5 separate regions of the Mus musculus genome follow, and regions 1, 2, 4 and 5 are each linked to region 3. The links are chromatin contacts, called in public ChIA-PET and HiChIP or PLAC-seq maps. All regions are on one chromosome and are shown on one strand. The core of a region is the stretch at or near the end of the contact, and the rest is flanking DNA. Distances in the headings are between cores, read along the strand shown.

Region 1 (4,679 bases), core at 1,856-4,355, 840 kb before region 3:
TGGATTGGCTTTTTCAAGAGACTATGCTAGTTTATGTTCCTCACACAGTCCTTACACCTTACATAGGAGTTTGTTTTTGAGATGCAGTAAACACAGATAAGCGCAAATCATAGTATATTATAAGGCGAATTTTCAGAGTTTATGCCTGGGTGTAACAGGCACCCGGATTAAGAATCAGTCCATCTGCAGCTGCAAGCCTGTCTGAATGTCTAGCCCTTAACCACACATAGGGTAGTGCAGTCAGCTTTTGAACTTGGCGAGAGGATTCTATCTTGTTACTTGTTGTGTGTGGTTTGGCTGTCAAAGGGCAGTGGTTTGTTGGTTTTTAGTGTTGTGTACAATCTGCTGTGACTGCTGCATCTGGATATTGTTGGCTGTGTGCACAGTGCTCTTAGGAACAGTTCTGTGTAGCTTTCACATGTTTATTATATTTGTTTTCGGAGGTGAGGTGCTTGTGTCATGCACACGTGTGGAGGTCGGAAGACAACTTGTCGGAGTTAGTGTTCTCCTTCTGCCACAAGACTTTGGTGACAAGAGTTTTTACTCACTGAGCCATCTTGCAGGCTCAGTGTTGTAATAAAGCAAACAAATACTATATTTGTTTTAATTTACATTTCTAGTGAGTCATTGGTTGTGATTAATCCTTTTTTTCCCTGCCCTTGGCCATTTGGTTGTGGAATTTTTTTTGGTCTGTGCATTTTTGTAGTCACTCTAAATAGCTATTGTTCTGTTTTTATTTAATCTATCAATTCCCTAGATTTACTGCCTTTAAAGCTTTTTTTTTGTCTCCTTTTCCCCTGAGGTGATGTGTCTACCGACACTCTTTCTTCATTTTATGTTAGTCTTTCTAGAGTTTGCTTTGCTGTGCACTGAGAGGTATAGATTTAAAGAACTATTCTAAAAATGGTTCAGTTGCTTAGAATTAAGATAAAATAAAGCTTGAGGGTTTTTAAAAATTGTATTAGTGTTTTTGTGTGTTTTTTCTCTGGGCTTCTAATTATGATTTATTCATTGGGTTGCATTTAGTGTTTTCTTTCTCCACTGTCTGTAGCTCTCTGAGATAAAGGAGGGTGGACTGAAAACTACTGACAGATTCCAAGTGGTGGCAGTTTTCTGCCTTCTGATGCATTGGTGTGTGTGTGTGTGTGCCACTGTTTCTATTCTCCACTTAGTTTTCGTTTTCTTGTTGTTCTGCATTTTCTTTCTGAAGGACTTAGGAAGTTTTTAGTAGTTGACGTTAGACTGCTTCTGTAGTGTCTGTCTGTCCTCACTGCAACCTGTGAGCTCCCGAAGTCTGGAAGTTAGAACTTCCGTCAGCTGTGAGAAGTGTCATTTTTGCAGAGCTTCTTCTCTTCCTACCCTCATTACTCTGGTATCTTACTGAATGCTTGCCTTTTGTACCTGTTTCAGAGCCTCCTGGAAGAGTTCTTAAGGAGCTTGGGCTGAGGAGTGAAGTATGCATTCTAGGTTGTGGAAAATGGCGATAGATGGGGCTAGGACAGAGAGCGAACGCCCCAGTGTGATTTCTTTTATCACCATTTTCCAAACTTTGCTTTTTAAAAATGCTGTCACCTTCGATGTAATTGTGCACTTGGCCCTCTGGTCCGATTGCAGTATTTCCCCTTGATATATCCCTCTACTTTTGGCTAGCGCTGCAGTGGGAAATCCTGTCTTCATATTCACAGCAGCAAAGGAGACACAGTGCTGGTGTTGAGTGTAGGCCTTCTCTGGTCCATCGCCTGCCTAGGCAGGATAATTACCTTCTGCTGTTGAGCTAATCTTTTTGCGTTGGAATTTAACCATCTTTTTTTCTTGGGACAGTTTATTTTTACTCCCTGTTTCTTACCTTTTTTGTTTCTGGTAGTTTCTCTGTTGGGTTTGGAGAAAGCACTCCTTTAGTTCTCTGTACTTTAGCATTCTCTCCCTCTCTCTACCTCTCTCCCTCTCTCTCCCCCTCTCCCTCCCCAAACCAGGTTCTATAAGATAGAATAATTTTCAGCTAGGGTCTGCTTTTGACAAATGAGAAATCAACAGGGAAATATACTCCTTTGTGACTTTTGATGAACCAATCAGAAGCTAGTTTATCTTCTAAGGATTAAAAGCTAATATAGTTACAATGAAAGCTAGAAGAGGAAGCAATAACGTTAAATATAAAATATTTGTCATTGGATGGTATATTACAGAGTAATCAGAAACTTCTAACTAGGTGTCTGTGCTTTGTTGTGTATTAGATGAGGTAAACCAGTTGGTACATAGAAGACAAGTAAGGTGGAGGTTCTTTCCGCAGTTCCCAGTACAGATGTTCACAACAGCATACACATTTCTTCCGTAAAATACAGTAAACCCAAATACCTAAAAACATGTCAGAAGAAGAAAGTGGACAGAATGAGAGTGAAGGCATGGTGGTGGAGCTGTCGTGAGATAAACAGCAGCTGCCTTCCACACATCAGCCAGGATGCACATGATTCAGAATGAACTTAGAGTTAGAAGTTCCTCCATGTCTGGACCCTCTGGAGTAGGCAGTGATGTTAGGGAGCCACTGAATACCCTGGGGAGAAAAGTGTTTAAAAGCTCTACAGTTATTGTTCAAAAGCTTCTGTGTTGCTAATTTTTGTGAACGTGACACAGGCATATCTGGGAGGAGAGGGACTCTAGGTTTAGGAGTTTTCTCCATCAGATTGGCTCGTGTGCAAGTCTGTGAGGCAATTTTTTGATTACTGATGGATGTGGGAGAACCCCAGCCCACTGTGGGTGGAGCCATTCCTGGGTAGTTGATGGTAATTCTTATAAGAAACAGGGCTGTTGGGCTGGTGAGATAGCTCAGTGGTTAAGAGCATCAACTTCCCAAGGTCCTGAGTCCAAATCCCAGCAACCACATGGTTGCTCACAACCATCCGTAATGAGAGCTGACTCCTTCTTCAGGAGTGTCTGAAGACAGCTACAGTGTACTTACATATAATAAATAAATAAATCTTTAAAAAAAAAAGAAAGAAAAAGAAACGGGGCTGAGCAAGCCATGCAAAGGGGACAGACACCAGTAAGGAGGGTTTCTTCTCCATGGGTCTTGGTTTCACTTCCTGTTTCCTGACTACTTCCCTTCATGTTGGACTGTGAAGTGGGAAGCCACACAAACCCTTTGATCCCCAAGCTGCCTTTGGTGGTGTTTGATCCCAGCAGTAGAGAGCCAATGAGGCCAGTCTTGTGGCTGGAATTACGTAAACAGTAGATCACTGATACCTTCCCTTCTAAGGTATCTCGTGGATCCTCTGTCACTAAAAGCCCGTTTATCTTTTATGTCAGTGTTCTTGACAATTTCAAGCTTACTTTACTCTTTGTCTTTTGGGTGTTCTTGGATCTTACAATACTTACAGAAAAATTAAAAAATGACATGTAATATGAACTTTGCTATTGTGATCCAGTGCTCGTTGCTTTGTTGGTAGTCAGGTTAGGAAGAAAATGCCTTCTTAGTCTGTTGTTTGCTACTGTTTATAAAATATTTCAGTTTATATTACACCAAACGCCTTTGGGTTTTCTTTTTTGATAACATTGTTCATGTTACCGTTAAGGTTTAAGGTTGTTTCTTGCAGATTTTAATTGTAGGCAAGCTTAAAATGTTAAATGTTAAGTGGAATGACTTTTCCTGGTTTTTTAGCTCAGACCTGGGGAATAAATACCCGTGGCCCTACATCTTGTACTGAAACACTTCAAAGGGCCTTAATTATAATACTTTAAAATCAGTTCTTTAAGAATGTTGCTAAGTGTATTTAGTTAGGCCTTGTACTTTGAATTTAGTTTTTCCTTAAAGTACATTTTTTGTTTTCTTTAAATATGTGAAATGACATTATTTACCAGCAAACATGTGCTGAAATTTACAAATCATCTTACACTCTACTTACATTCTACTGCTCCTGGACAGGGGTAGCTCAATTTTATATCAGAATAGTGAAACCAGAGAGAGCTGGCCATGTGTCCAGTCTGCTGTTCTGGCACAATAGTACTGAGCAGTGGTAGAGGTCCTACAGTCTCGGTTCTGTCCCTCCCTCCCTCGACCATCACAACCCAACCCTTCCCATTATGAGAAGCAAGGCTCCTGGGGAGTTTGAAGGCTTGTTGCTTTGTTCCTGTTGGGACAGAAAAGACAATGATGGATTAGGTGACATCAGTCAGGTCAGGCCACTGGCATTCTGCGAGCCCAGGTAAGGAGCTTGCATTTGAGGAAGGGTCTATCCTGTGGTCTCTCTATGCTAGCTGATGTCAACAGCAGGCATGCGAAGATGAGGCCCAGAGGACTAGTAAGGTCGTTGGATGAGTGTCTAGCTGTTGGCTTACGTCTTTCCCACTTGGACCCTCACAGACCAAGGTGCTCACCCAGAATTTGGGACCCAGCTGTCCTTGCCTTCTAACTCTGTGCCAGATCTTTATTGTTAGACAGGAGAGCAGGAGTGTCCTTAACTAGTTGCCTCTGATTTTGTTCTTGATTCTTTACTTTTTATTGTGATTTGTGTGTGTGTGTGTGTGTGTGTGTGTCTGTCTGTCTGTCTGTCTGTTAGTCTGTCTGTGTGTGTCTGTGTGTTCATACGGAGGGCAGAGGTCCATGCTGGGTGTTCTGCAGTCACCTTCCATCTTAGTTTTTGAGACTGGGTCTCTTTGTTGAGCCTGTAGCTCCAGGGATCCCTCTG
Region 2 (4,452 bases), core at 457-2,956, 720 kb after region 3:
ATGAGAATCAGACTCCTTTTAAGTATAAACTATTAGAGGTATTACTAATAACAGAGGGCCCAAAAGAGGAGAAACTTCTTCAAATGATCATGATTACGGATCAGTACGTTTAGCCAATTACTGATTTCTAAATTCTGCCTGCTGGAGTTCAATTTCACGCTAGTCCAGGCATTCTTGTTCTTCACCACTGGCCCGACGGCCATCCATTCTCTTTTCCTTATGGCTGTTGCAAATTTTCCTCATCTCTTCTTCATACTTGATAAAATTCTCCCCAAACCTTGTCCAAGCTTTGAACGGAACAGTAATAGTATTACGGTAAGGCGGTCTCACCTCACTTACCTTCAGGAAAATTCCATATTTATTAGAGCCCACATCAAAGTAGAACCTTTTATTGTCCACTCTGAAAGAGGTCCCCTCTGGGAGTTCAAGTGGGTCGTCGTCTCCACACCTTCGTTCTTCTATGTCTCCTTCGCCGTAGTCTTCAATCAGCTGAACCAAGGCATCACGAAATTCAATCATACCTTGTGCTGGGAGGACAATAGTCTGATCCTGGCCCAAACTGTGGCCAAAGTAACCGATCATGCCAGTGCCCCGCATCATGGTTTGTCTAATCCTTAGGAAGCGACCTCGTTGGTTTTCCTTTAGGTCCAGGTAGTATTTCCTATTGTCCCTCTCTATATAGTCCGTTTTGAGGACACTGTGAGGATGCTCTTCTGACCCCACTGACACCGGTGGGGAGGGTGCAGAGTGCTTCTGCCGCCTCCTGGAGACTTGCTCTTTGCTCTGGCCATGCTCCTGTCTGTGGCCTTTCAGGCCCAGATGGGCATAGTGCTCGATGAAGTCGCCTAGACAGTCCTTCAGCTCTGCTGCTACCGACAGGGAGAGGGTCAGTTTACTCTTTCTGATATTGTCCTGCCGGCCTCTCCCTATCCAGACTTCGGCTATCTTTAGGAAGCGGCCCCGGGAGCTCTGCTTCACGTCTAGGTAAAACCTCTTTTTCTGGATGTCCACACGTTTGGAGGCTAGCTCCTGGATTTCGGATGTGCCCCCAGACTGATTAGGGGTGGCTGACGCGGAGTAGTGGGGGTAGTGAGAATGCTGGGCCTGGGGATAGAGTCTACTCTTGCTTAGGCCAGGGCCCCCTACATTCTTGCCTCCGCGGCCACGGCCGCCGCCGCTGCCGCCGCCTCCCCTTCGCCTGGCTCTTTCCATCTTCAGCTGCAAGTGACAAACAGACACACGGGGTGGGATGGGGGAGGGGTGTTGAGAACAATCGCAGACGCCCCTGGGTCCGCACTGCCCCCGCTGCCGCCGCCCGGAACCCCTACTCTGGCCCGGCTCTCGCGCTCCGGCCTCGGCCGGCTCCGCACCGCGCACACAGCATCCCCTCTGCCGCCCCAGGCCTCCCGCTCCGATTCCCGTACGCTGCCAGCCGCCCAGCTCCGGCTCGGCAGCCCCGGGGGTCCCAGCCAGCCGACACTCACATCATCTCCGTCACCGATGCCCTTCACGACCACCGCCGCCGCCGCCGCCAGCTCTCGGCCCCTCCGCCGCCGCCCCCCGCCTCCTTCCCCGCCGCCGCCGCCGCCGCCGCGCGCTCTGCCCCCCGCCGGAGCAGCGGGGCAGGGGCATCGCCTGCGGCGCCCACCGCCGCCGCCGCGCCTCCTGCGGCCGCTGCCTGGATTCGGGCACCGGCCCGACGCCGCGGGGAGGGCGGGAGGGAGGCGGGGAGCTGCCTGAGGGGCCGGGCTTGGGACCCCGCCTCCCCAGCCGCGCTAGCGGAAAGACGGGGGACTCGGGCTCTGCCTCCGGGCGCGCCCTGACGGCAGACAGCGCGCGGGGACCCGGCGTGCGAGAGAGCCGGCAGGAGAGGTGGCGGGAGGGTTGTGATTTCCCGCGACTCACCCGCACCTGCGTTGAGACTACATTTCCCAGCGTGCCCAGCGGCCGTCAGCTCTGAGCATGCGTGCTGCGCGGGGTGGCTGCGGTGGGTGGGAGGGCGGCGCGGCTGGGAGAGGTTGGGCGGGGCCGCGGGCGGAGTGCAGGGAAGGGCAGTCGCCAGACCAGAAGTGCACCGAGGCGCCCGTTGGTATAAAGTTAGTAAATGTGAGGCCTCTCTCGATGCCTGGGTCCTGGGCTTTGGTTCTCAGTCCTCCATAAATCATCCTGCTGGAGGAGAAGACCCTTAGATCTGGCTCTTCTCAGGGTAACGTGCCTTCCCCGCTTTTGCCTCTCCCCTTTGCGTACCCTGGGCTATATCTACGCATCTCGGACGCTTGTTTCTCTCTCCCACGAGGCTTTCTCTTGGGGTTGTGTTGGGGAGATTCTTGGAAAGGGAGCCTTGCCTCCTTTCTCCTTCAGATCCCCTGGAAAGGGGCCTCGGAGCCACAGGCCTCCTCTGGTCCCGTCAGTGGGCTTTCCCGCCTCTTCCGCCCCAGCTGCTGTTTATAGCGCTTCGGAGGCAGAGGTAACTGAGTCCGGGGAGGCAACCGACTTTCCACTACTGAGCAAATTGTTTTGGACCTCTTAAGGTTAAGTCATTGTACTAATGAGCATTTGGTCTTGTTGAATATGACTCGTTCTCCCATAGACCTGATATGTAAAAACCTGGAGAGCAAAAAACTCTTTAGGATGCTAATCCAGAGTCCCCAAATAACAAATTTCAGCCTTATTTTTCCCTTTGGTTTTATTGAGACCCGGCTTCTCTTCTGTAGCCCCTCACACTTTTAGCCCAGGCTGTCCTCGAACTCAAGAGAGTACGGCCTACCCTGTCATGCCCTCTTGATCTTTTATTAGAGATTGTATGCAAAGCCTGCGGCGTATAGGGCAGTTTGGTACTCGATGTCGTTGTATACTAGTTGTCCCCTGTGTCTCCTCTTGCTTTGAGGATGGAACCCCAGACTGGGACCACTCACCTGCTTGATACAGCGCTCTTCAATTGAATGGCATCCCAGCTCTGCTAATTCAGCATATAATTGTTGAGCGCTGCTGAGATAACAAAATGAATGAAACAGAAAATTTACCCATTTTTGAGCTCACAATTTAGCGGAAAGAGATACACAAAATGCCAAGTGCAGTATTGACAAAGTGAAAATGAAAGAAAGACGGGTGAGGGCCAGTGGGTGTTGGGAGGTACAATTCCCAATAGGTCCTCACTGTGAAGGAAGTGTCTATGGGACAGGAAAGAAAGTGCAAGCCTGAAGGAGGCTGCTTGGAGTAAGAGTAACCTAGAAAGGCCTTTAGGGTAGAGAAAAGGGGCCTGCTCTTAGAGATCAGAGAGATTATGCAGGATTCATGACTATGTTAGGAATCTGGTGTGTCATCCTGAAGTGTTGGGAAGCTCTGGTCGAGTTTTCAGGGAAACACACACACACACACACACACACACACACACACACACACACACTATAATTTGCCAGTTTAATAATTTTAAGTACAGTTCAGTGATAATAAATTACACTCTGCATGTGCAAATGTCGCCGCTATCTACTGCTACCACGTTCTTTGTTGTTGATTTGGGTTCTTGTTTGTCTGTTTTTGGATGCTGGGCATTGCCCATGCTATAAATACCTATTCTTTTACTGCGCACACCCTAGCCCTACTTCCAGAACTTGCTCTTCATCCTAAGCAGAGACTCTGCAGCCATAAAGCAATAACTCTATGGCCTCCTCTTCCCAGGCCCCAGAAATTTTTGTAATATTTCACTTCTCTTATGAATCCATGCATTTCAGATACTTCATGTAAATAGAGCCATTTGTTCTTTTGCACCTGACAGATGTGGCTCCGTCCATCCAGCAAGGTTTCCTTTTCAAGGCCCATCTATGCTGTTGTTCAGAGCTGAGCTTAATTCCTGTTTTAAGGCTGAATTAGTGAATGAATGGTTCCTTGTGCATATGTGCGATAGTTTGCTTATCTTTTATACTACTGATAGGTTGGTTTCTCCTTTGCCCTGAATGTTGTGTGTATCTGTGTCCCTGCTTTAAAGTTTTTTGATGTATCTCTTTATATGGGACTTTCTGGCTTCTGTGATAAGCTTTTTGAGTAACTGCCGAACTTTCACACAGGAGTAATGCACAAGTGTCTTAGTTTCCCCAAAGCCTTGTCAAAACTTACTCTTTTTTTTTTTTTAAATCCTTTCTTATTGTAATTCTGTTAGTGGGTGACATGGGGTAGTATCTTGTTTGTTTTGCTTTGTATTTGGTATTTGGGCTTTGGTTAATGACTAATGTCATTGAGCAGCTTTTCATGTATTTAATGGCTACACTTCACTGGTAAAGAATGTAACATAGTCCTTTGCCTGTTTTCAAATTTGGGTTTTTAATTTATTCAGTTGTAGGAGCTCTTCATTTGAATATGAAACTGTCATCATATATATATATATGTATGTGTGTGTGTATATATATACACATGTTGCAAGCCATCATGTTTTGTGCTTTTTTTTTTTTTCTTTGT
Region 3 (4,253 bases), core at 671-3,170:
GGCCAGCCTGGTCTACACTGCCAATTCCAGGCCAGCCAGGGATGCATAGTGAGGCTCTTGTCTCAAAACAACAAAAACACCAACACAAATAGCCCCGTGGGAAACCTCAGAGACAGGACAGACCAAGGAGAGGACAGAATGTTTGATCTTAGAGACACCTGCAGGAACTAGAGCAATTCAGCAAGGACAACGGTGAAGAGATGGCTCAGAGGTGAAGACAGGCACTGACTGCTCTTCTAGAGGTCATGAGTTCAATTCCCAGCAACCACATAGTGGCTCCCAACCATCTGTAATGAGATCTGATGCCCTCTTCTGGTGTGTCTGAAGAGAGTGACAATATACTCGCATACATAAAATAAATAAACCTTTTAAAAAATAAGAAGAAAAGAAAAAAAAAAGTATAAATGGGAGTTCCAAGATCTACTCTAAAGTCTAAGACAAACTCTGTGGGCTACAGACATATGAAGTGAAGAATCTTATCCTAAAGGCTTAGAACACAGTTTCAAAAGAATTGTGACAGGAAAGGCCCCCACAGGTTTAGGGAGATTGAGGAAGTAGATACAGGAAGCACTAGACAGGAAGACCAGAAAAGAACCTCCCCTGTCATACTGTATTTAAAACACTAACATGGAGGACCATAAAAGAAAAAAAAAAGTGTATTTAAAGTGCAAGAGAGCATCACCACACCACATCACCTGAACAGGTGTGTCCCTCTGAATGAAGGTAGGCTGTTCAGCTGAAACTTTAAACGTCTTGCAAGAGCTCACAATGATGTATTTCAAAGTCTGAAAGTACTCTGGTACTGCACCCACTAAACCTACGTGTTCTAGCTAAAGGAAAAATAAACACTTTCTACTGCAAAAACAGACTCAAAGCTGGGCAGTGGTGGCGCACGCCTTTGATCCCAGCACTCCGGAGGCAGAGACAGGTAGATTTCTGAGTTCGAGACCAGCCTGGTCTACAGAGTTAGTTCCAGGATAGCCAGGGCTATACAGAGAAACCCTGTCTCAAAAACCAAAAACAAACAAACAAACAAACAAACAAAACCAGACTCAAAGAACACATTACCACTAAGCCAGGTCTACAGAAGACCTGAAGGAATCTTTCAGATTGAAGAGAGAAACAAGTCCCTCTGAGAAATCATAAAAAAGAATAAACCACACTAGAAAAACTGTTAAAACAATACAACAACCACTATAAAAACCAGGAAAATGGCAGGAGCCATAACTCTGAGTAACCAAGGGTGACCTTGAATTTGTGATCCTTCCTGGGCTGGGTTTATGGGTGGGTTCTGCCATGGCCAGTTTCGTGTGACTCTCTGGAATGAACTCTGGACTTCATGCATGCTAAGCAAGCACTGTACCAACTGAGCCAACAGCCCCAACACACCCCCTTTAAGATATTTCTTGGTGTGACTAGAAATTGCTTAATTAAGAAACAGATTGTCCCGGATAACCAGGAGTGGGCCAGATTCAATCAGTTTAAAGGGTTCAGAGCAACACTGAAACTTCCCCCCTGAAAAGAAGAAATTCCACCTGTGGGTAGCAGCTTGGCCTTCCAAATGAAAAAGTCCCAGCTTGATCTACGGGTTTCGAACTTGCACAGCAGATCCCTAACTAATTCCTAACAAAACCCTCGTAATTCATATCTCCTGCTGGTTTTGCTTCTCAGAATGAATCCTTATTATGCCACCTGGGTCCTACGTAGCAGTAGTTGGGAGATGGAAAGACAGCTTGGTTTCTTCAAAGTTTAATAGCGTGAGATGACAAAGCCTCAGAAGAGCCAAGCACACACACATACACACGCATACGCGCGCACGCGCGCGCTTGTAAAGAGACGTTTAAAAACTGGATTTGATGTTCAAAAGAGATTTTGACAGGCTTAGGGAGGAAGTTAAACGTAGAGTGAACTTAACGATAAGGATCAGGGCTGATGGGGTTAGGATAGACTTGGTAAACACTGTCAAGTGGAAAAAACGACTTTCCAGGAGGCAGAAGCGAAGCAAGCCAAGCCAACCCCGAAAAGCAAACCATCCTCAGCACGCAAGCGCGAACCTGGAAAGCAGAAGGCGGGTCTCTCAGGCCCCGCCTCTCCCAGGCCGTGCCAGGCTCTGCAATCCCATGCAGAGATCATCGCTCTAGCCAGGCTGCAAAAATCGATCTCAGCTCTTCCTGAGACCCGGGCTTGACGATGGCGGAGAAGACGCAAAAGAGGTACGTGTTAACACCTCCGCAGGGGCAGAACCCGTTTCTGGTCGCGGCGTGGGGGCACTGAGACGGTGTATAGGTGGATGGCTCCATAATCCCATACCTGGCGTCCGTGGGGTGTGGGGGCGGAGAGGGTTTGTTCCGTGACCCCCACCCATCCCAGCACGCCTGCGCAGACTCCATTGGGGCTGCGTGGGGGACTCAGGGAGGCTGAGGGAGGTTGTGCGGGCGAGAAGGCTGCTCAGCGGTGGCTGCACCGTCGGCCCTGCCTCTGATCAGGAAGAGGGAGGCCTGGAAGAAGACACTGATGCTGTCATCCTTATGTCAGTGCCTGAGAGCCCAGGGCCGGCAACTATGGCTTTTCCTGTCACAGTCTTCACCAGTGAGAGCCGTTGGTGGAAAGAGACCGCATGGATAACAGAAAAGCATAGGGATTCATTTGCCGTTGCCTCCTTTGTCCTGGGATTAATGTCTTGAGATATACATATACATATACAGCTGTATGTATATGCATGTATCGGTGTTAAGGTGTGTGCGTGTGAATGTTGTCTCTCAAGCCAGAAGAGGGCGTGGATCGCCCCGGAAGCAAGCATTCAGTTATCACAGGACAAAGATCTAGAGAGACAGGGTGTTTCTGGGCAACTTTCGGCTCAGAATCGAGAATACTGGTGTCAGAACAGTGACGCCCCAGGAATAAACTTTGCTCTAAGAACTTTGTGGTATGCATTATCATTTGATGGTCTGTAGAAATTCTAGGGTTAGTGTCCTGATGAGTTCTAACTGTCAGCTTGAAACAACTTAGAGTCATCTGGGAAGAGGGAACCTCAATTGAAGGATCGTCCATGTCGGGGTGAGTGTCTTGATCTGTGATTGAGATGGGAAGGCCCATCCCACTGTGGGCAGAGCCATCTCCAGTCGGGTAGGCCTGGGCCATTTAAGAAAGCTACTTAGCAAGTGGGCCAGTAAGCAGTCATAGTTCCTGCCCTGAGCTCCCTGGGCATGGTGAGCAGGAAGTGTAAGGCGAATAAACCGTCTCCTCCCCACGCTGCATTTGGTCATGGTCTTTATCACAGCGACAGAAAGCAAGACAGAACAGTTAGAATACTGTTAAGAAATAAAATCCAAAGCTGTTTTGTTAAGCATTTAAAAGTATATGTGATTTTGGCCTAATAGGCTGTGTGCCACTTAAGAAGTTCATAATACATTAAACATTCTTACCACTGACTTGCTATTTTTCCATGAATCTCTTAAAACCTTTTTCTTAGCTACAGAGTCAGCATAGCTGTATTAAAAACTTTTTTTCATATTATTTTTTGGTGGTGTGAATGACACAGTCTCCTATAGGCTCATGTGTTTGAGTACTTAGACCCCAGTTGATGGTGCTGTTTAGAAAGATGCTCATGCACACTCGCACTTGTGAGTGCATGTGTATGTGTGTGTATGTTTGTTCTTGCTTGCACATGCATGTGTGTTTCAAGCTGTGGTGTCTCAGCTTCCTGGTTTTCTGCCACCTGCTGCCTGGCTCCTCACAATGATGGACTCTTATCCCTCTGGAATCTTAAGCCACAATAAATTGTTGCCTTCTACAAATTGCTCTGGTTACGGTGTTTCATTTCCACAACAGAAAAGGAATCCCTTCACATTGATTGATTGATGGATAATTGAATGTGTTTATATGCGTGAGAGTACACACATGCAGTAGTATACTTATGGATACTTATGGACACTTATGGAAATTGATTCTCTCCTTCCACCGTGTAAGACCCAGGGATTGAACTCAGGTGGGCAGACTTGGCAGCAAGCACCTTCCTTTATCAGCCCCTTTCTCCACTGAGCCATCTGGCTGGCCCCAGCATACCTTCTGTAACATATTTACATTTTAATTTTATTTCCATGGGTTCCAAGGCTCTGAATGGGTCACTGGGCTTAACACAGCAGGGCTTTATCCATGGAGCCCTCTCACCCACCGTCCATACTTTCAGTGTTACTCAGGATGAGTGTTCTCTTTCTTCCTACAGTGTGAAGATTGCTCCCGGAGCAGTAGTG
Region 4 (4,197 bases), core at 1,679-4,178, 620 kb before region 3:
TTCAATATATTCTATAAAAGTTATATCTTCCTGAGCCTGGTGTTAAATAAGACAAAGTAAGTATAGCAGTGGTTGGTCCTGAAAGGAAGCTGACCCTTAATTCCCTTCATAAATGTAATTTATTAAGAAAAGGAGCTTGGAGGTGAGATATCACAGGAGAGAAAATACTGTAATATATTTTACATTGTTTTATGGAGTCTTAAAGGGGAAGCGTCCCCTTAAAACCTGTAGAGGAATTTGAAAACAGAGTCACAAAGAGGCAGCTGGAGAGATGGCTCATCATGGTGAGAGCACTGACTGCTCTTCCAGAGGACCTGGGTTCAATTCCCAACACCCATACGGCAGCTCAAAACATCTGTAACAGATATACAGTAAGGCAAAAGATCAATGCACATAAGATTGAAAAACTAATACATTACTTGAAAAGAGTCAGAATGAGAAGCCAAGTGTGCGGGAACAGAGAAGCATCTTCAGAGAGATTCCCTAAAGGAACAGAGGCAATATTAGCCTCTAAGTTCGGGGGCTGGCAGGATGCTTCACGTCCTACGGGTTAGTTCTCTGTAGCGTATGAGACAGAGCATAGGGAAGATGCAGGTAGCATACATGAAGACATGTTAGAGTTACAGCCACAGATGCTTAACTCTGTCTCAGAGAGGGCTGAGAAGATTCATAGCTTGCTTGCTCTCTTCAAGGCTGTGGGGTCTGGCTTTTCAACCGCTTAAATGGGCAAGCCTGTGTTCTAACAATGGAGTAGTCAAAGATCAACTACACTGGACATAAATCAAATACTTCTTATGGATTGCCTCTACTGCCAATATCTTGTGGGGTGGAAGGCCCACTAACACTGTGGCAGAAGCCATTCACAAAACGTATAACTGACAATCGACAACCAGAATATGGAAAATACTGTCCACCCAGGAAGGACAGATACATCAATATGCAGAGGAGTAAAAGAGACAAAAAGACAGCAGCAAGAGAGTGTATCCAAATATCAAGCATGATCGTATACACGAGGGGTGTTCAGCCTCACCAACCCTTTCAGACATCAGGAACAGGCTGGGGGTTCTCTCCATTGGCCTGGGTAGTTTTGTGAGCACACTTACACGGTGGCAATTTATCAAGTTTTGTATTCGTAATTTGTGCCGTTCCTCTGTATTTCTATACTTCAACAAACATACTGTCTAGAAGTCCATTCGTCACTTGAGCTAACTTCATGTGGACTCGAGGGATGGATGGAAAGACTGAAGATGAATGTGCTTCATAAAGTCAGAGAGCCTGGAGCAACCCAGCCAGGTGTCACTGCCCAGCTTGGGAGACAACTGGAGATGCTAGGAGTCTCATTTCTTTTTCTGGCTTCCTTTGTGACAATATGCAGCAGCGTGGTAGAAATCCCTATTCTCGGGAGAGTCTTATCCCTTCTGGAGCCCACAGGAAGCTTGCCTGGAATCTCATCCGGCCTCCGGTTCTAACAGCTTTAATCTCCGGGCAGAGCAACACCAGGGGTATACTTTGTTCAGGGAGCATCAGGTGGGTTTCATTTTTAACAGGTTTGTTGATCTTGGCCCTAGCTCTCCAGTGTGGGTAGTGCTGGCTCTAGCCTCCTTAAGCATTGGACATGATTGAAAATCTAACCATACCTGGGGATTCCCCTAAGCGGGGAAGGCACTTTGGTATTTTCACAACAAAATTCTGCCTACTGATTGAGGGGTGGGGGTGGGGAAAGGGCACTGTGGTAGACCCCAGGGAGTTAAAACAACAGGGTTAGCATAATTGGTTTCTGGGCTCTTTGGGAAACACAATTGGGATTACCTATTAAATTCCCTGTATAACTTTTAAGAAGTCTTTTGGATTGTAAATGAAGCAGTTATCAATCTAGTTAGGCAACACAATAACAGGCTTTGGAAGTAAGACTCGGGACAAAGGATGTCATCAAAATGCAAATGGTTTCCCCTGGGTGTGTCCTTATGAAAGGTTTTCAGAAAGAGGGAAAATTGTTCTTTGAGGCTGTGGAAAACTGTCTTGATTATCAAGGCTGAGACAAAGAGGAGACAGGAAGGCTTAGCTGGTTTACTTGTTTTCAACTCACTTAGAAGGTTAGATGTTTAGTTAGTTACCCCTTAGGTAATTGTATTGGTCCCTGGAGGAGCTCATAGCTGGAGCCATCATCTCAGATCTTCTTATTTGAATGAACCCAATCTAAGTTTGAGCTCTGGTGATCCATGCCGGCTAACACAAAACAGGAAGATAAAGTCTGTGCTACCCAGATAATGTGTATTGGGCTGTAAAACCACTTCCTCTCCTCTTATATTTAAATTTATGATCTACCCCCCCCCCACACACACACACACAGAGAGCTAAAGAGGAATTTTGGGGCAGGGGGTAAAAATAAAACTTTGAAATTAATTAAAATAATGGAACAATAACCCCCCTTTCATCTTTCTTCAACGAACTTAGTCTCAGTATTTAATGCCCAAGAGGGTCACTTTAGAAGATGTACAAGGAGCCTGTTCTTAGCATCTTCAGATGCGACTGTAGTTGTGTTTTATAAACCGGCTGCATGAGGATGCTTGGCAGGCCCGACCAAGGTGTTCCCTGAACAACCAAACCATGCGAAGGGCCGAATATAAAAGGGAGTTTATTTGGGACCTGGAGAAGGGGAACAGAGAAGGACAGAAAGAGAGGAGAGAGGAAGAGGGGAAGATCGAGGACACGTGAGAAAAGAGAGAGATGGAGATTGCAGGGAGAGGGAGGAAAGGGGGAGGGGGAAAGGGGAAAGGAGGGAGGGAGAGAGAGAGGTGAGAGGAGAGAGAGAGGGAGAGGGAGAGGGAGAGAGAGGAAGAGAGGAAGAGGAAGAGAGGAAGAGGCTCTACCTGGCCATTGTTCGGTGACTGTTGGGCGGAGACTCCAGGAAATGCTAACGGTGCTAAGGTACTTGGAGGCGGTACATTATTACATTCTGGAGCAAGCTGACAGTTTCTCACACCGAGCCAAGTTGGTCACAGCAGGTTTGGTTTCAGAGAGTGTCAGACAGCGTGAACAGATGGACAGTCCCTTGAGACAAAGTGAGGGGCGTTCGAGTAGCTCAGAGACATGCGGCTCTTCAGGATGCCGATCCTGTATCAGCCCTTTCCTCTGCTTCAATCCCCCAGACACTGTTTAAAACTTGCTTGAGGAAGTCAGTTCATCTGGAACCCCGGTAGCAATCCTTCTAAGCTTAGTTGGAGTGCCAAAACTCTTCAAGAAAAAAAAATACATTTTTTGAAAACACAGAGTGGGTCATGAATTTGTAGCATTTGAGATCAGCACAGTGTTCTTATTCGGCTCTATACTGTTCTCTGAGTAGCAACTTTGCATGACAGCTTGGACTCTGACAAAGTCACTGATTAAAGGTATAAACACCCTTGGCAATAACAACCAGCCAAACATTCTTTACTCATCAAAAGCAAAACCAAAATGCATCAGAATCATGGAGAGCCTTTGGGGACAAAAGGGACTTGGTAAAGAACCCACACTGCTTTTTTTTTTTTTTCCTTATGGGTTAAGATTCAGACATGTCCCACCCACTTTACCTTTTGACATTTCATCTACAAAATTCACACTGAAGAACCAAAATAATTTGTCAGACCCAACCCCCTCACCCTGCCCCATAATGTTTTAAGTAAGTTTACAATATGACATGGGCTTCCTTCATCAATATCCTCCTGTGCAGACGTCTCATGGGAGCCAGGCAGAATGGAGTTGGTCTCTTCTGGTTTATGGTTTCGATCTGTGCAAATACACTTCTCTGCACCAATCCTTAGCTCTTCTGGGCATGGAGACCTAGTGAAGCATGGAAATTATAAAAAAGAAGACAAAAGCCGGACAGTGGAAGCACACACCTTTAATCCCAGCAGAGGAAGGCAGAGAGAGCCAAGAGGATCTCTGAGTTCGAGGCTATCCTGGTTCACAAAGTTCCAGGACAGCTAGGGCTACATAGAAAGATTCTGTCTTGAAAAACCAAAAATAAAGAAGAAAGAGGAGAAGATGAAGGAGGAGGAGAAGGAGAAGGAGGAGGAGGAGGAGGAAGAGGAAGAAGAGGAGGAGGAAGAAGAGGAGGAGGAGGAGGAGGAGGAGGAAGAGGCTCAACTGATTTATCATGATCGTATGTGCTTGGAATCTCAGCACCTAGAAGGAAGAGGCAAGGAGACTTTGAGTTAA
Region 5 (4,388 bases), core at 22-2,521, 670 kb before region 3:
GGCTTCAGATAGGAAGTTTACTCTGCAAGAAGCTGAGGAAGTACTTAGCATATGCAAGGCTGGGGGGCTGGTCTCCAGCATGGGGTGGGGGGCAGGAAGGAAGTGAGGAAGGAAGAAGGAAGGAAGGAAGGAAGAAAAGAAGGGAGGAAGGGAAGAAAGAAAGGAAGGGGAGGAGAAAGAAAGAAAGGAAGGGAGGGAGGGAGAAATAACAGAAGGAAGGAGGAAGGAAGGAAGGAAGGAAGGAAGGAAGGAAGGAAGGAAGGAAGGAAGGAAGGAAGGAAGGAAGGAAGGAGGGCAGAGAGGTGGGAGGAGGGAGGAAACGTGACGTGGCTTTGTTTCAATATGTTTGTTTCGATGTAAAAGCTAATATGTTTTGTTAAATGTCAAGTTTGAAAAACCCAAGTCCTTCTAAGAAGTAAGAGATGGGGCAGCTTATCGGGTATTCAAACCTCAGTGAGCTGCTGACCAAAGGTCGCCCAGCTTAGGACCCAGATATGTTTTCCCAGCTCGGCTGGAGCTCCTGGGCAGTGCCATTTTCAGTAAGAAGTGGGTGCCTGGAAAAGGACACTAAGATCCCAAACCCCTCCACTTGCCTGGTGCTTACTGGGCCTCAGGGAACTTGTTTCCCTATCTCTGTAATGAGAAGGCTGGACCCGATGGCCTCTGTGACTAACTGTTTTGAAGCTGGCTGGTTCTAGGCATGGCTGTCTGGAGACCACAGCTCTCAGCACTGTAGACCTCGGTCTAGGCTCCTGTGTCTCAAACATGGAGAAAGATGTTTTTAAAGACTGCAACTCAAAGTTCTTCTCCATTGAGGCATTTTCTGTTTCTTTTTTTGGGTCCAACTCAGAAATGCTTCTTGTAGTTAGCGTGTCCGATGGATAAGGAAAACTCCTGGAATCTTACGGATTTTGTCCTTGTTGATGATGCTCTGGGGGGAAGGCCTGTGACCCTAGGAGGATAGTGGAGATGGGATATTTGTGTCCTCTCAGGTCATGAGCCTTTGTTGGTGCTGTCTGGTGGCTTGAGAAAGGTACAACTGAGAGTCTCAGCACAGGGAAGAAAGGGTTCCCAGGCCGAGGACACCCACACGAAGGACAGCTGGCCTTTTCCCGCAGCGCACACAGAGAAAGCTAAGTTTGTGGTTTACCCTCCCTTCATTTTATGGCCCTATGCCGAATTTCATATGTCTAAGTACACACATCAAGTCAGACACTGTTTCTTTCCTGTTATGTACTTAGCCTGACCTTTACAGAGCTTCAGGCAGGAGGAGGCTCCTTAAGGCCTCCCTTCCTGGAAGACTGTTAAGATTAAGGTTTCTTGTGGTTGACTGACACCACAGGGGGCCTGGAGTCTTTTCCTCTCTTTGCTTAATCTCTTCTCTCATGGGGCAGCTGGGCTGTGGACTGAGTAGGGAAGAGCTGGCCCCAAATTCTGCCCTTACATCCAGCAGCTGTGTGACTTTTGTTGATACACCTAATCTAGTCTCTCCACTCAGTGTGGGGTGGGGGGCACAGGGGGAAAGGGGGGCGTGGTGGGGGATCGCTTGACAGCTGTATGCTGAGGTTCCTTCCCCAAAGCTCAACTTCCAGGGTTGGTGAGTCTACAGCCAAGGCTTGTTAGATTCTGTCAATAGTTCCTTCTTACCTGCAAGGTATACAAAGCAGCCACACACGGTACAATGTTTGCCGGATTGTTTTGTATGATAGGGACCTCGAAAAGAGCGTTTCCTTGAATGTTCCTTCTGGTAAGGCCCACTGGGAAATGGGAAGACAGAGGACTGACCAATGGTGATGGCCTCTGACATGAGGCTCCTGTGGTGCCTGTCGTTGGAGTGAACCAGTTCAACTAGACATGGACAGTTTACAAATCTAATGTGTGGACGGGTACTAGAGTCTGCATATTTCTAACCAATGACCGAGTTTGGAAATAAATCATCTATTCATTCCCCTAGCAAAAAAAAAATATTTCTAGCATCTCTCTGCTAATGAATAAACTCTTCAGGGTGGATTTGCACGCTGTCATCTAAATGCTAAGTGCTCCTGGCTGCCAGAGGGGGGTGGCTCCTGACTCATCCCTTAATTAACTTCTCCTAACCAACCCCAACAGATAGATTAGAGTGATGTTGTCCCAAGCTGCTTTTAAGGAAGTATTGTTAGAGTAAATTACTACCAAAATTGTGCAGCAGTGGCCAAGGGTAAATTGCTTCAGCTCTGATTTCTCTTCTGTAAAATGGTGATATTACCCTATAAAGGTCTGTTGTGAAGATTTAAGGAGAAAATATGTGGATACACACACACACACACACACACACACACACACACACACACACCCATACACATATAACAGAACTATTTAAGGTGCACAGCCTTTATACCTTGGTTCCTGTGCACTGTTCTCTTAGGATGGGCGTGCAAAGGAGACACAATGGCAGAGATAAGGAAAGCTGATCAATGGGATGAAAGACTGTTGGAAACCAGGAAGTCTGAAGTCTAAAGGGAGGTAGAGTTACACCCCAGCCTCCTTCTAGAAGGGGGAGGGGGGCCCTTGCAGAATTTAGCAGTACAATAATAAAAGGAAAATTGACAAAAGGAAAGACGGAGAGCATTTTAAAAGTGGGCGTGTGTGTGTGAGTGTATGTGACTGTGAGTGGGTGAGAGTGTGTGTATGAGTAAGTGTATAAGTGTGAGTATGAGTGTGTCTGTGTGTAAGTGTGAGTGTGTCTGTGTGCTCTGTGTGGAGGGGAGGCAGGAACCAATGTTGGATGTCCTGTTCTGTTAGGTTTTCCACCTAACTTTTTGAGTCAGATCCCTCAAACAACTTGGAGTGAACAAATTCAACTGGACCCATGTCACAGCCTGGCTAATGAGCTCTGGAGATCAGTTTGTCACCTCCCCATACACTCAGTGCTGGAGTTACATATGTGTATGCTCGCCCTGGTTTTTAACATGGGTGCTAGGGGTCTGTATTCAGATCTGTATGTTTCTGCAACAAGCATGGTACCTATGGAGGCATCTCCCTAGCACATGGAATATTTTTAAAATGTTTTCCTCAGTGGCTACCCCTCCACTGAGAGAGAGAGAGAGAGAGAGAGAGAGAGAGAGAGAGAGAGAGAGAGAGAGAGAGAGAGAGAGAGAAACTCAGAGCCCTGCCAGAGCCTTACAAATGCAGAGGTGGATGTTAGCAGCCAATCATTGGACTGAGCTTGGGGTCCCCAATAGAAGAGTTAGAAAAAGGATTGAAGGAGTTGAAGAACAACCCATAGGAAGAACAACAATATCAACCAACCAGACCTCCCAGAGCTCCTAGGGACTAAGCCATCAACAAAGGAGTACACATGGCTCCAGCTGTATGTGTAGCAAAGGATCACCTTGTCATGCATCAATGGAAGGAGAGGTCCTTGGTCCTATGAAGGCTCAATGCTCCAGGGGAATCGAGGGCGGGGAGGTGGGAGTGGGTGGGTGAGGGAACACCCTCATAGAAACAGGGGGAGGGAGGATGTGATAGGGATTTTCCTGGAAGGAGGCGGGGACTGGGAAAGAGGATAACATTTGAAATGTAAATAAAGAAAATATCCAATAGAAGAGAAAACAAAAGAAGAAAAAAAGAAAAGAAGAGTTAGAAGACTCCAAATTAGATATGATAAGAAACCCAGTTTAGGAAAAAAAAAAAAAACGAAGTAGTGTTTTTTTTTTTTTTTTTTTTTTAATATGGTATAGGAAACAGGAAGTGGACATGGCACGGAAGGAAACTGGGAGCAAACTGGAAATTTCCTTCCTGAGCCAGCATCCCTTTTCTCTGTTCCCAGTGACATGAAGAGATAAAGACTTCTATGTGTTTTGTTTATTTGTGGTTTTCCTCCTTCCCCCCTCCCTCCCTTCCCTTCTTCCTTCCTCCCTTTCTTTCTTTTTCTTTTGAGACAGGTCTGAGGTGAGCCTGGTCTGGAACTCACTATGTAGCCTAGGTTTGCCCTGAACTCACGGAACTCCTCATGCCTCACACTCTTGTCTGTTGGGATTCCATGCGTGAGACCACCATCCATTGCTCTTGGAAGCCTCCCTGTTAGGTATCTTTGAGACATGCTGTGTTAAATAGCACCTTGTCACTACTAAGATCTTGATGCCATTGCATGTGCGATCAGGCAAGCTGGGTCTGTCTACCCATCATCTCCAAGATTCTGGCCAGGCCTGGGTGCACCTGCACTTGTGTGCTGCATTTCTAGAAGAAGAATCTTATGTGCTGCAGAAAGGAGAAAATTCCTTGTCTCTGTTTCAGTTTCCATATAATCTCATAGTTGCACTGGGCCCTTCCCTAGGCAGGGGATCCTGGATTACATTAGTGGGGATAGAGATCTGAGTACACAAACACACATGTGTTTATTGCACTCT

What was found. ChIA-PET counts read pairs in DNA pulled down with a chosen protein or histone mark. HiChIP or PLAC-seq counts read pairs in DNA pulled down with a chosen protein or histone mark.
Region 1: an H3K4me3 HiChIP or PLAC-seq map of bone marrow-derived macrophages shows a contact between it and region 3, with 9 times the contacts expected there. The contact joins the enhancer-like site here to the promoter of Dctn6 in region 3. A contact is called at or near these places in 5 of 39 promoter capture datasets (the C10 cell line, hippocampal neurons, liver and 1 more), 3 of 115 datasets of contacts at active chromatin or transcription factors (bone marrow-derived macrophages, large pre-B cells and memory CD8 T cells) and 2 of 9 other capture datasets (adipose tissue and liver).
Region 2: a contact with region 3 is called in an H3K27ac HiChIP or PLAC-seq map of cardiomyocytes, with 4 times the contacts expected there. The contact joins the promoter of Purg here to the promoter of Dctn6 in region 3. A contact is called at or near these places in 10 of 39 promoter capture datasets (3T3-L1-derived adipocytes, erythroid cells, fetal liver and 7 more), 4 of 484 Hi-C or Micro-C datasets (embryonic stem cells, natural killer cells, regulatory T cells and 1 more), 1 of 115 datasets of contacts at active chromatin or transcription factors (cardiomyocytes) and 2 of 9 other capture datasets (adipose tissue and liver).
Region 4: an RNA polymerase II ChIA-PET map of memory CD8 T cells shows a contact between it and region 3, with 16 read pairs. The contact joins the enhancer-like site here to the promoter of Dctn6 in region 3. A contact is called at or near these places in 1 of 39 promoter capture datasets (the 3T3-L1 cell line), 5 of 115 datasets of contacts at active chromatin or transcription factors (bone marrow-derived macrophages, embryonic stem cells, memory CD8 T cells and 2 more) and 3 of 9 other capture datasets (adipose tissue, embryonic stem cells and liver).
Region 5: an H3K4me3 HiChIP or PLAC-seq map of pro-B cells shows a contact between it and region 3, with 3 times the contacts expected there. The contact joins the enhancer-like site here to the promoter of Dctn6 in region 3. A contact is called at or near these places in 4 of 39 promoter capture datasets (liver, neural stem cells and stem cell-derived epiblast-like cells) and 7 of 115 datasets of contacts at active chromatin or transcription factors (the NIH/3T3 cell line, bone marrow-derived macrophages, craniofacial prominence and 4 more).

Annotation. Positions count from the first base shown.
Region 1 is chr8:34,943,722-34,948,400 of GRCm38.p6, reverse strand. All of the region lies in intron 1 of Tnks (tankyrase, TRF1-interacting ankyrin-related ADP-ribose polymerase), which reads left to right. Among named protein-coding and RNA genes, the nearest start is that of Tnks, 20 kb to the left of the region's middle. Within about 2 kb of position 3,105, at least 55 of the 459 cell types and tissues checked have an H3K27ac peak or open chromatin away from gene starts, as enhancers often do. A contact at or near this core is called in bone marrow-derived macrophages and memory CD8 T cells, where this site is marked.
Region 2 is chr8:33,383,096-33,387,547 of GRCm38.p6, reverse strand. Purg (purine-rich element binding protein G) reads right to left here and starts at 1,706. Exons shown (of 2, transcript NM_001382855.1): 1 at 1,485-1,706; 2 at 1-1,218. The coding sequence starts at 1,212. The coding sequence ends at 160. Wrn (Werner syndrome RecQ like helicase) reads left to right here and starts at 2,021. Exons shown (of 34, transcript NM_011721.4): 1 at 2,021-2,206.
Region 3 is chr8:34,106,379-34,110,631 of GRCm38.p6, reverse strand. It overlaps Dctn6 (dynactin 6), which reads left to right and starts at 1,920. Exons shown (of 7, transcript NM_011722.4): 1 at 1,920-2,213; 2 at 4,226-4,253. The coding sequence starts at 2,191. It also overlaps a transcript of Mboat4 not described here.
Region 4 is chr8:34,730,587-34,734,783 of GRCm38.p6, reverse strand. No RefSeq gene overlaps it. Among named protein-coding and RNA genes, the nearest start is that of Gm46069, 43 kb to the right of the region's middle. Within about 2 kb of position 2,928, at least 45 of the 459 cell types and tissues checked have an H3K27ac peak or open chromatin away from gene starts, as enhancers often do. A contact at or near this core is called in memory CD8 T cells and regulatory T cells, where this site is marked.
Region 5 is chr8:34,778,999-34,783,386 of GRCm38.p6, reverse strand. No RefSeq gene overlaps it. Among named protein-coding and RNA genes, the nearest start is that of Dusp4, 26 kb to the left of the region's middle. Within about 2 kb of position 1,271, at least 42 of the 459 cell types and tissues checked have an H3K27ac peak or open chromatin away from gene starts, as enhancers often do. A contact at or near this core is called in extraembryonic endoderm stem cells and pro-B cells, where this site is marked.